Linked DNA regions of Drosophila melanogaster: region 2 is linked to region 1. The links are chromatin contacts, called in public Hi-C maps. All regions are on one chromosome and are shown on one strand. The core of a region is the stretch at or near the end of the contact, and the rest is flanking DNA. Distances in the headings are between cores, read along the strand shown.

Region 1 (5,906 bases), core at 1,313-3,812:
TAGTTAAGAGCTCAAAAGCGCCCGCCGATGCGTTTTGTTTTTAATTTGCAATGCGAATGGTGGGACCGCAGCGCGGTCGTTAAGTAATACCAGCGGGGCAACCAAAATGTACTAAAATACACCATTTATATGTTATGAAAATACCAAACAAAAATACTAAGGCAGTGCTACAAAGAGACCGTTAAAATATCTGTTATTTACACAGTTTTTCCTAAAATTGAACGACATATAAGCTAAATATCGAACCAGTTAAACAAACCAGTTCGAATGAGTTATCTTTCCAAATTACAATAAAAACAGTTTCATTTAAGAACAATAAGTCGTTGGTTGACAGACCTGCCAAACAGTGCTGCCCACCAACACTGTACGGTCCAAACAGCTGATTGGTATAGGAAAAAGAAGAAGACAATTAGTCATCAAACAAAATTTGTAGAACGAATTAAAGTGGAAAACCCACAAATTTCCCATAAATTTTGCGTGTTGTAGTTAAAATAATAAAGCAGTCAATATGAATCGCCTTTTTGGTCGTGGTAAGCCCAAGGAGCCGGGTCCAAGTCTAAACGATTGCATCGCCGGGGTAAGTGTCGAAATCATGGAGAAAACAAAGCAAATAACAATTTATTACACTCAACAGGTCGATGCCCGAGCAACAAACATCGAAGAGAAGATCAGTAATCTGGAGGCAGAGCTGCGCAAATACCGCGAACAAATGTCCAAGATGCGAGAAGGTCCTGCCAAGAACTCCGTGAAACAGAAGGCCCTCCGGGTTCTCAAACAAAAGAAGGCGTACGTTCAATGCCCCACCCACTGCCTAGTATCGATTATATTCCAAACCTCCAGTGTTACTCTTCTCCAGACATTTGAAATTATCATTTCCTAATCTATAAGTTCCATTACCTTATGAAATTTACATCCACAATCAATTTTTTTATTGTGTCCTGTTCTAAATGAGTATTTTAAACCATTTTGAACTTTATTTGTTTCCTACACAGCTACGAACAGCAGGCAGAATCTCTGCGCAACCAGTCGTTCAACATGGAACAGGCCAACTATGCGGCGCAATCCTTGAAGGATACTCAGGCCACCGTGGCGGCCATGAAGGATGGAGTCAAGCAGATGAAGACCGAGTACAAGAAGATCAACATCGACCAGATCGAGGTAAGCATAGTTAGCTGGAAAGAGATGGAAATGTCCCAGAAATATGAACATAAATTAATTTTTATCCTTTTGCCTAAAGGACATCCAAGACGACATGGCTGATATGTTTGAGCAGGCGGACGAGGTGCAGGAGGCACTGGGCCGCACGTACGGCATGCCTGAGGTGGATGACGACGACCTGCAGGCCGAGTTGGATGCTCTGGGCGATGAGATTGCCTTGGACGATGACACCAGCTATTTGGATGACGTGGTCAAGGCTCCGGAGGCGCCGAGTCGAGAGCCGGGAGCTGACAGCATCGTCCCTGGAAAGGTATAATGCTGCTTATATGGATAGCAGCTTGATTGCTTACTAACGAGCTAATTTCTTACAGAGCACCATTGAAACGGATGAGTTCGGCTTGCCCAAGATTCCGACATCGCTGAAGACCACATAGGCAAGCTGCCAAGCTGCCAGCTCTCATGTTTCCATTCTTTATCCTTTGTTGAACCTTGGGCACGCTTTGTATATTTTATGTGTAATGGAGCCATCAAAGATTCCCTCTCAAGTCTCACTTTTGTAACCATTTGTTTTTTCAATAAATAGCCGTTTAGTTATCACGCCACACTAATGACGCATTATATTGGTTAATTTATGAAAGTTAATATATATAGTGAAAAAACATTAATATATTTCAACTTCAAACTTTCACTTAATTCAGGGAAAGAAATTATTATTATTTATTATTTATTAGGTTTGTGCTTAAAAATTTTAACAATGAAACATTCGTTCTTTAGTTTTTATCCAGCGGTTAAATCAATTAATATAGTTTAAATTGTAAATTAAATAGTTTGACCCTTTTTTGATCGGATGTACAGCTGTACGTATACGTGATAAACACTTAAGTCAAAAACTCATTTCAAACAAAATTTGGTGAGCTTGCAGAACAGGTAAGAAGAAGCTTGCCATTGAATTACGATATTTTCAATTTAAGTAAGTTTTTGAGTATAAAAGTGAGTATAATGTACTGCTTACTTTTTTGAGAAAGCAGAATACTTGCTGAATGAGTTTCCGCCGCATTGTAATTGAAATGGATTTAGCGTTAATCGAACGCAAAGCAATGTTAATATATTTTTTGGCCTTGAAATTAAATAAGGTGTTGTTGGAAATAAAGTACGCAAAAACAAAAACTATTTCCCACAATTTCGACGTACAGAGGATGCACTGTAGCTCCCTACTCTCTTTGGCTCTCCCTGCAATTGCAATTGCATTCCGCTCTCTTAGCCTCGCTTGCGCTCTCTACGCTAACGAGCTTTGAAGTTCAGAGCGTGAACTTGAGCGTTTCTCTGCCGTTGTCGTCGCGAGGTGGAGGTGCGCTGGTGTGCGTGAGCGGGTCTCAGTGCAGCGCAGTGCCTGTGTGCAAAAATACGCTTGTTCGCCGTTTAGTTGTCTTTTGACTGCTGTAACGGACAGTCGCAAATTTTGCCCCAACTCTGATTCGAGCGATTCGAATGCGAAGAGGAAAACCTTCGCTTTTCAAACACGCATAACAAAAACCAAACAACAAAACAAATTAGCAGCAACAAAAATCAATTGTTCAAACGTAACTGTAACTGCAGCGTTCGCGCCAACCGACAGAACGCCCGCTCGCCCGCCCGCCCACTTTTCCCGCCCACCGTCGTCGTCGCCGCCGTCGCGTCGCTAATTAAACGCTTTGCTACCGATCAAAAGTGCAATCCCAAAATATCAAACAAATAAAATGCGTTACAAAGAGTTCTGAAGCAGCAAAAATCGCGCGAAGAAATCTCGCTGTTCAAGTGGCCTTAGCGTGATGATTAAAATGTCAATTAATTAATCCAAATATCTGGTGGCATCTGACAGCCTTTGGTCGGCTTTTCCCGCCCTCCCCTGACCACGCCCCCGCCCCCATAAAGAAAAGTGCCTGAAAGTTTATACATATTTACACAAGAATTTTAGAAATTAAGTGATAAATCGCAAAGTAACTGATAGAAACTTCGAGGCAATAGGGTATATGATTTTTTTCTGCCGTTGCCGGAACATTATGGATATATCGCCAATTGGATTACTTTTGCTTGAGATGGTAAGTGACTAATTCCAGAACCTTGTTTTCCTTTCGACCAGCAGATCGCTCATACGCAGCGTTGCATTCGCCGCGGCAGCGGAGTTGCCTCGAATGCAGGAAGCGAATGGCGCAAAAAAAAGCTCTCTATTTATTTCGTCATCGGTGCACATACATACATTGCACATAGACGCATGTATAGCTACATACTTGAAAGTTCGTGAAAGTGTTGAAAATTTTAGGAGGAAGAAGATCGGGGTGAAAAGTGGGTGGGAAAAATGCCTGCGCCTCCAGCGAAAATATCCTTTAATAATAGTTGCTAAAATCTGCAGGATCATTTTGTGTACTAGAATTATATTATAGAATTAGTACTAATAAAAGCTTTTCTTTGTTAACATATCGAGTATTTGACATGTTTTCAAAGAAAATGTGCGAAACGCTTGCTTTGTTTACGAGATTGCATTATATAAAATATAATATTTTCAATTGGTAATATAGTTTAGGTGGTGTTAAATTTTCTAACACACTTTGCATTGATAAGAGCTCCACACATATCAAACTTGTAGGAATGTCATTATGCATTATTAATTTGAAATGACTTGCAAACTTTTTCAATAAGAATACATATTTAATTGTATCGTTTTTTTCCATTTTTAAGCAATTAAGATATGAATCTAAAAATTGTAATGCATTACATTACAGTGCAATAATTGAAATAAATATTTGGTCATGCACATTTTCCCACTACCCTTTTATTTATTTTTAATGCGGGCATGACTAATCCCAGAATTGAGGAAAAAAAAACCAAATTCGCTGAATTTCAATTTGGCAAGAAAACTTTTTGCATGTTTGATTTTGGATAATCCCCGCCCTTCTAGAATTTCACAGCCCAAAGCGCTGGCCCAGTTAAGACTTGAGTTTGGGTTTTAGCCAATTAACAGAATTCGATACAAAGTGAAGAAGCGATCAATAAAAGCGCCAGCCACAGCAAATAAATTATATTTTGCTATTTTATTACGTTTTTTGTAAATGCTACATGTCAATCCGTTTCGTTTTTCTACTCAATTTGGTTAACCACAAGCTGAGATAAAAAACCTATTCAGATTTGCAAGTCAAAGTTAGGCGATCGGCCTTCGAAGGGGGCAATAAATAATACTGCCTGACCTGAGGGCCCTGAAAATACGTACTTCCTAAAATTTATTCCATTTGCCGCTGAGCAACAGAATCACTGACCAACCTCACCAAACATTGCCATTCCCCCATTCCCATTTGCCAAAAATAAAACCAAAACAAGGAACAAAAATATTTGAAAACAAAATCCAAATGGGATTTGCCAAACAAACGCGATAGCCCTCTGCTGATAAGAAAGTTTCGAGTAGAGCGCTGGCTCAAAATTAATTTGGATTCTTCACTAAATCAAAGATAATCCCAATTTAGTAGCTACAAAAATAAAGTTAAAAGTAAAGTTCTACCAAAACTATCTTAATGTGATATGGAGCGAGGGAGAGCGCAGATAGAGAGAACGAGATAGTGATCGTCGGAGAGGAGAGTGGAGTGTGGAGAGGGACGGGTCGAAAACGTTTGCAAAGGCAATGAACGCGAGCTTTTGGCGTTTTCTTCCGATAACGGGCACTACGTACACAGCACACGCACACCAACAAACCCTCGAATATCAATAGACACAAACACACACACATAAGCACGCACTCACACAGATACAATCGCCCGAGTTCGCTCAGTTTCGCGCTAGTTCAGTTCAGTTTTCCTCCCATGTCGCATGACCCTGGCCTGCTATTGAAGCTCTAGACACATTCGGAGGGCGATACAAAGCGCACCATTCAAAATATATACTAGGTATTGTCTATGTCCGCGCACACATGCCCAAATCATACTAGTTGCCGGCGTATCTGTACCCAAAGTACTCGCTTTTCTTGCCTTTTTCCACCACTAATGCTAATGCTGCAGCGGGGTATCCGTTGTATTTCACTTCGGATATATAGCGATAAGTAGGAATTATGTGGGAGTGATGGGGGTGGCATGGTGCACAGGTGCAGGAGTGGGAAGTGCTAAACTCTTTGGTGACAAAGTCAAAAGTGACAGTTATTTAGGAAAACAATATTTACTTATTTAGAAAGATCACAGTTTTCGCAAATTAATAATAAGTATCAATTATGCAAAAAAAAAGGCTATTTAATATTCATTAAATGTTCTTTATTTTTAACTTTATTTTATTTTCCACAAGGAACTAATACAATATGTATTCTTACGGAAGTTTCAAGTTTTAAAATATCCTTGAAAATTTAATACTGGGAATATCAAAAAACATGCTTGGAAATTCTTTCAATTATCTAAAAGTATTAACTCTCATCCTTGTCATACATATTTACATTTGAAGCCAAAAAGTACCTAACAATAACTTCTGTTTTGTGCATTTTTAAGTCTATTTGCTGAGCCCCCAAGTCGAACTTCCTCATTCTCAAACCATACATCAGCATGATTTACGGTTAGCTCAAAACTCGAATGGCTTCTAGAGTCATAAAATTTGGACAAAGCCCTAGTAATCTGGCCAATCGGCTAAGCTGTGAATGGCATTCCGTGATCTTGTTTGCTTTGGCCAACTGATAAGCGGCCAACGAGGCGTATACTTGATAAAAATCGAACAGAACAAACACAGAAGCAACCTTAGACAAA
Region 2 (5,906 bases), core at 2,435-4,934, 140 kb before region 1:
CACCGCACCACACCGCCATGCCACGCCATTTGCGGTTGCATTTTGTACCCCTTCCGCATTTATTACTCATGCAAAGAATCCACCAAGGAGCGTATTTTGGTCGCCAAGGGAGAGGGGATGGGGTTGGGGGATTTTGGGGGCGGGATCTCCGGCGACTGTTTGAAATTCATGACTTGTTTAGTGCACATGCCGCATAATGTTGCATACATTTGGAGCGGTTGGCGGCAGTGCCGCGGGCTTATTGCAGCTGGCACTATTTGCTGTTTTTGCTGCTGTTATTACCGCTTCTGTTGCTGGTGTTGTTGGTATTGTTTCGAAATGAGGAGCACCGCACAAATATGCAAGCAAGCCAGGATGTATGTGAGAAGGTGCGTCACAAAACTATATGGTGTGCTAACAAAAGTTCAATGAGCCTCTCATATTTCACAAACTGACAGTAGGAACATTGTTATAAGCCAATAACTGACAGCAAAACATTAAATAATATACATACGTAGAACATAGAGAAAAGGTGTATAGAATATAAGTTTAGCTGCACTAATTTGGCAAATGCCTGGCTTAGCTGTTATTTCGCGCACCTTCTGCAGTCATGCACACTTAAGCCAACATAAGTACTACTGTATTTGGATAATATTTATGCATTTTCACATAAATGTCAGGCATGTGTGTGCGTAAGATGTGCATTCATGGCTTCGACTTGTTCTGCATGCTAATTGCCTTTGACGTTAAATGAAAGAGATAGAGGAGCAAACAAAGAAAGAGAGGGAGCACATCTGTCTACAGCACTCATAAATTGCTCGCCTGCTTTTGATTATGTGCGAAAATGGTTCATAGTGCGCCTTGATAAACCAATTTCGAATTTTAATTAACTATTAAGCTACCGATCGATTCTATTTTATAACGAAATATGTTAGGAAATATTTTATTCTATTTATTTTTTTGCGTATGTATGTATTGGAAAAATTCTATGTTTTCTATTTGCCTGCGGCTAAAACGAAACGATAATTTCTGTGAGAAGCCAGTTTAAACTTTGCGATCCAAATCATTTTCCAGTTGCGCACAAAAATATGCAGCTGAACAAAAATTAAACCTTGATTTGGAAATTATTCCTTCGCAACCAAATGTTTGCTTCGAAATTGAAGCAAGTTAGCGAATCGTGTTGCATAATTTACTGCAGGCACTGTGCGTTTTGCAATCGTGTACTGCCACTATTTACCGCCACAATTTCCCAATCCCATCCTGGGCTAATGGCTCTCTGCATATTTCATCACATTAAGTGCCAAAACAACGCATAATCAACTTCCGTGAACCCCTTGCCCTATTGTAGGTCTATTTCAGTGAGGTTAAGGAGCACTCTCCGTGTAACTGAATTAAATTCCGTTTCCAATGCTGCACCATCTAACAAACTACCGCAAAATGTTGCAAGCTGGAAATTCACCCCATTATCAACGCAACTGGGCTGGTTAAGTTCCCATCGAATATCCCGTTTTTCCCACACCCACTCGCCAATCATCGAGTGCACTAATTATACAGCTAAACAATTTTGTATAGCGGTGGTCTTTTGTTTATTTGACTAAACGTATTTTGTATCAGCTTTGCGCAAAGACCCGATTGCCACAAATTGGTGGCATAAACATATACTATCTCGGTTACCGCAAAAATCACAGATTAATCAGAGTTAAGTAAAGAACTTTATGATCTTAGTGAAACTTCGCAGTGCTAATTAAGTGAGCTCATATGTTACACTTGAAAATATTACAAGGCATTCTAAAGCGAATGTTTTGTAATTTAAAAGAAAATATTATTCATTCTTCAAATATTTGCGCATTACTAACATAAATGAACTGGGCTGCTTATTTTTTTTTTTTTGTTTGTGTTAATATGAGCTTCTTAAATTCACACATCCCTTGATTCCGCTATTTAATTGATCGATGATTGTATAAAATTCGTATACAAAAAATATAAATATAAGTTCGAACGGAACAATTAATCAATGTGAATAAAAAAACGCGCTGATTGAAGTGCAGTCAGTACTGATGACTACCTTTCACTTGGTTTTAAGTTCTTCAAAAATAATTAGTCATAAAGTGCATGCAATAGCTATAATTATATTATAGACACGGCGGATGGGTGTTTCTAAGCCCTCGAGATTAGCACATGCCATAAATTCATTTAAGTCCACATAATCCATTCCTCACAAACACACCCGGCCATAACCGTAAAGCCATTCATACATTAGCTCAGACAGTGCTCATGATCTGAATCAGCTTTACTCGGAAATTCTGGCCCAAAGCAATTGCCCTGTGAAATTTGCGTGGGATGCAGTTATGAATTTATTTATGACTCTCGTTCTCCGGATGCCTGTGCTCGTGTTTACCTCTCCTTTGTCCTCCTTAGTTTTGTAATCCTTTTGGAATTTTATTTGCTTTCCATATACACATTTAAACATTTGCACATCCATGACCAAAAATAGCAGAGCCAAAAATATATCTCTACTATCTGGGCAATGTGCAACACATTCGTTGGGAGAACATTAATTTAAACCTAAGCCAAATCACAGAAATTTTATTATAAACACAGTAACAGTTTGCACTGCAGTCATTCTAAAGGGATTCATGAATGCACGGGGTGTGTTAAAATTCGCTAACGAAATCATGTCTCACAAATATTCGAATATTTATACTCTAATTGTATTCAACGTGGAAAACGGCTTGTATTGAAGAGATACCCATTTCCTAAGCACTTACCTATTTAAATTAATGTTGCTACTCAAATTTTAAAACTGCTTTTGTTTGTACTTTTCGGAATTCAGATAACTAATTTTTATACTTCTTCATGACAAAATATCACTAAAATTTTATAGATCATTGCTATCTGCGCGGGCAGGTTTGTGTTCTTTTCCATAATTTTTTGTGAGTATTGCTGCAAGATGGGTGGTCCAAACTTTTTATTTATTTTTCCCATCTCTGGAGCAAATGCGTTTTGTTTATAAAACAAAAAAAAAGTTGCATATATAAGTACATTACCATTTGCGAACATTGTCTGATTGAATAATTGATTTTTTTGAATGGAATTTGAAAAAAGTGTGAGGAAAATATGTATGTACCTTAAGAATGTGTTCGTTTATCATAAAACAAATAAATAATTAACATATTATTAAATACTATTTCATAGGTAATACATATGCACATATACAGAAATATCCGCTAATTTTGTTAAGGAATTTAAGATTTCTGGTTAATTAAACAAGTATTATACATTATTCTGAACTTGTAGCTTTAAGGAAACCCCAGCAATTTGATAAGCTAATGTTCTATATTAATTATAAATAAATATCCTTATTATAAGTGCTAGCTTTTCCTAATAATAATTTGTATAAAACCCATTTTTATGTATGCATATGTTTGATTGTATATATATGTGGAGAACATCAAATACGACCCTCGTTTTCTTGTTTTCAGGCCGGTCTCTTGGTTTTAAAAAGAGAACCGGAGCGAGAACTTTATCTTTATATTGTGTGATATTGCTGCCTTCTCATTAATTCTAACCCACTGATAAAACATGAAGAAAGAAAACCAAGGGCTGATTGTGCAGCGAGCGATTGATTGAAGTCCGCCGTCGACGTCGGCGCTCCGACGAGGGATCATAGAGGGAGGTTCTCCGGTTCGAGTTCTGGATCGTTGGAATCAGTCGTTGGGAGGCACTTTTGGCGTGAAGATCGCGGCGAGGAAGTGCTCGGAATCTGAAATTTTAAGTCATATTGTGTGGTCTACGCTTGTGGTAAAGTTTCGTTTGATTATGTACATGGTGTTGAAATCAAATACAAATATTGTATAATTAAAGATAGCCAAGAAATTTAGATTTTCAAAAAACACTAGATAAATACAGCTGAAACTCAATTGATGATTATGCGCCATAAATATTTTTGAATGCAAACAATAAGCAAGACAAAGGGCATAAAAAACAAGGGAGTAAAAGTCACATAATTGATTCATTTATGCAAACTCTGCGAAATTAATCTATGAATATTCACCACGTTAAGCCATTTAAAAACAACAAAAACTCCAACCGATTGGCCATTTAACATTTTGTTTATTTGATTTAATCACTTTGTTATGCTTGCTTATTTGTTGTAAAATCAGCCTGCTGAATGAAAATCACTAGATATTAAAAAAAAAGAGCGTGCAGCGATGTCTTTGTGTTTTTGAGAACCACCAGCTGATTACTTATTTTTAACTCAGCTTTCTTTTATGTCCAAATTTTAGTTCTCTTTAGTTGTGTCTCTTAAAAAATTGAATGTGTCGGAGAGTGTGTTATCACACGTGATATATGTACGTACGTATTCACAATATTGTGCTCAACGAACCAAAGACATTTTTCTTTTTGTGGTCTTTTACGGCTTTCTTTAAACCATTTTTAGTCATTTATATTTTTTAAATCTCTTTTGTTAACTAACATTTGTTACTAACACTCCACACTAATGAAAAAACTTTTTTTTGTGTTATAATATACAATTAGTTTATGTGAAGCTTACGTAGTAATTAGTAAATGTGTTTATTTTTTTCCAGTGAGGTTTGTTTTTCGGCTATGCCGCCGATGATTTTGGCAAAATGTTTACCGCTAAGGCGCATTATTTATTACTGTTTTTAATCGTTTTCAGTGTTATTTAATTACGCAACATTGTATAACAATGCATTTGATCCATAAATAGCAAACATTAAATTATTTATGCAGAGTCTGACGAATCCCGTACCATAAAGATTATACGTGTATAGATTGCTCATTTCCAAGTCATTCATAAGTCTGATTAATTGCTTAACAATTTTCCCTTATCGGTCAGAAGTTGTGATCCAATCTGAAGTAGTTTGAACCGAATGGAAGTGAATGGTTTTATAATATTCACTTCCTTGCCCTGACCGATAAATTTCTAGATTAATAGGGGACTTTTTTGAAACTTTATTGTAGTGACTTCTGTTGGTATTAAGAATGGTTCAGTTGCAAAAAATAATAAATCACTCATATTTTGGCTCTGTTGATACGAAACGCACTACATTCATTAAAAATATTGTGTCCCGAGCAAAATGAAGTCCAGTGAGACGCATAAATGCATTTTTCCGATTGAAAATCCGTTTAAATTTACCGATGAGTGGGCGTTGTTGTGGCTGAATAGGAATGGACTTTAATTCTTTCATCAAAGAGATTAGTTTCAAAGCGATTGATATGCGCATCAAAGGCGGAATCCTGTAAATAGAAAATTTTTATTCAATACTGAAATCGAATTTTGATGTAAATGAGGTACGATTTAATTACGTTGTCTGACTAATGAATGAAAAGTAGTGTATGCATTTTATAAACACAAAATATAATAGTACTCACTCTTTCGAAACTGGTACGATACTCGGTCTCGGCTTTCAGAAAGGCAGCCACACTTCTATTGACTTCCGACTTAATTTTCGGACTAAAATGAGAATCAATTTCCTCACTGATTGTTGTCCGTGGACGCCTTGACCTGCGCTCTTTTGATTGATTTCTCAAATCTCTATTTCCCTCCTCACTTCGATTCTTTTCTTTGCGTATCTCTTTGCGCTCGTGGTCGATGCGCAACTTGATTGCTTCTATCATGGTGACAGGATCCACCGGATATGGTTTCTCCGGAATGGGTCCTGCAAAAGCAATCTCCCTGGAGTACTCGTTGAAATTCTCACTTCCATCGAGACTGGCTTGTATAACGCCAGGACAATAGGGATCATTTACAAAGGTTTCGTGATATTCGTTCTGAATGCGCTCAACCAAACGATCCTCAGCTTTTAGAGAGATTTAATAATAATAAATTATAATTAATTAAATTAATTTAATTATACACAACCTACGTGTTTGAACGGGCACTCGCATTGAACGTCCTCGCA

The links. Hi-C and Micro-C count contacts between places; a contact is called where the count stands out from the background.
Region 2: a Hi-C map of the Kc167 cell line shows a contact between it and region 1, with 1.5 times the contacts expected there. The contact joins the promoter of Adgf-A here to the promoter of Eip74EF in region 1. A contact is called at or near these places in 10 of 107 Hi-C or Micro-C datasets (the Clone 8 cell line, the Kc167 cell line, the ML-DmBG3-c2 cell line and 3 more) and 1 of 6 datasets of contacts at active chromatin or transcription factors (the Kc167 cell line).

What each region holds. Positions count from the first base shown.
Region 1 is chr3L:17,615,981-17,621,886 of dm6, reverse strand. Eip74EF (Ecdysone-induced protein 74EF) reads left to right here and starts at 2,562. Exons shown (of 8, transcript NM_168740.3): 1 at 2,562-3,236. Vps60 (Vacuolar protein sorting 60) reads left to right here and starts at 262. Exons shown (of 5, transcript NM_001275065.1): 1 at 262-577; 2 at 635-786; 3 at 993-1,158; 4 at 1,238-1,468; 5 at 1,530-1,764. The coding sequence starts at 509. The coding sequence ends at 1,592. It overlaps anchor (anchor,), which reads right to left and starts at 63. Exons shown (of 13, transcript NM_001275066.1): 1 at 1-63.
Region 2 is chr3L:17,761,936-17,767,841 of dm6, reverse strand. Adgf-A (Adenosine deaminase-related growth factor A) reads left to right here and starts at 3,684. Exons shown (of 4, transcript NM_206397.2): 1 at 3,684-3,780. Adgf-A2 (Adenosine deaminase-related growth factor A2) reads left to right here and starts at 3,684. Exons shown (of 4, transcript NM_001043148.2): 1 at 3,684-3,780. CG32181 reads right to left here. Exons shown (of 13, transcript NM_168747.2): 11 at 5,871-5,906; 12 at 5,377-5,804; 13 at 4,938-5,241. The coding sequence ends at 5,137.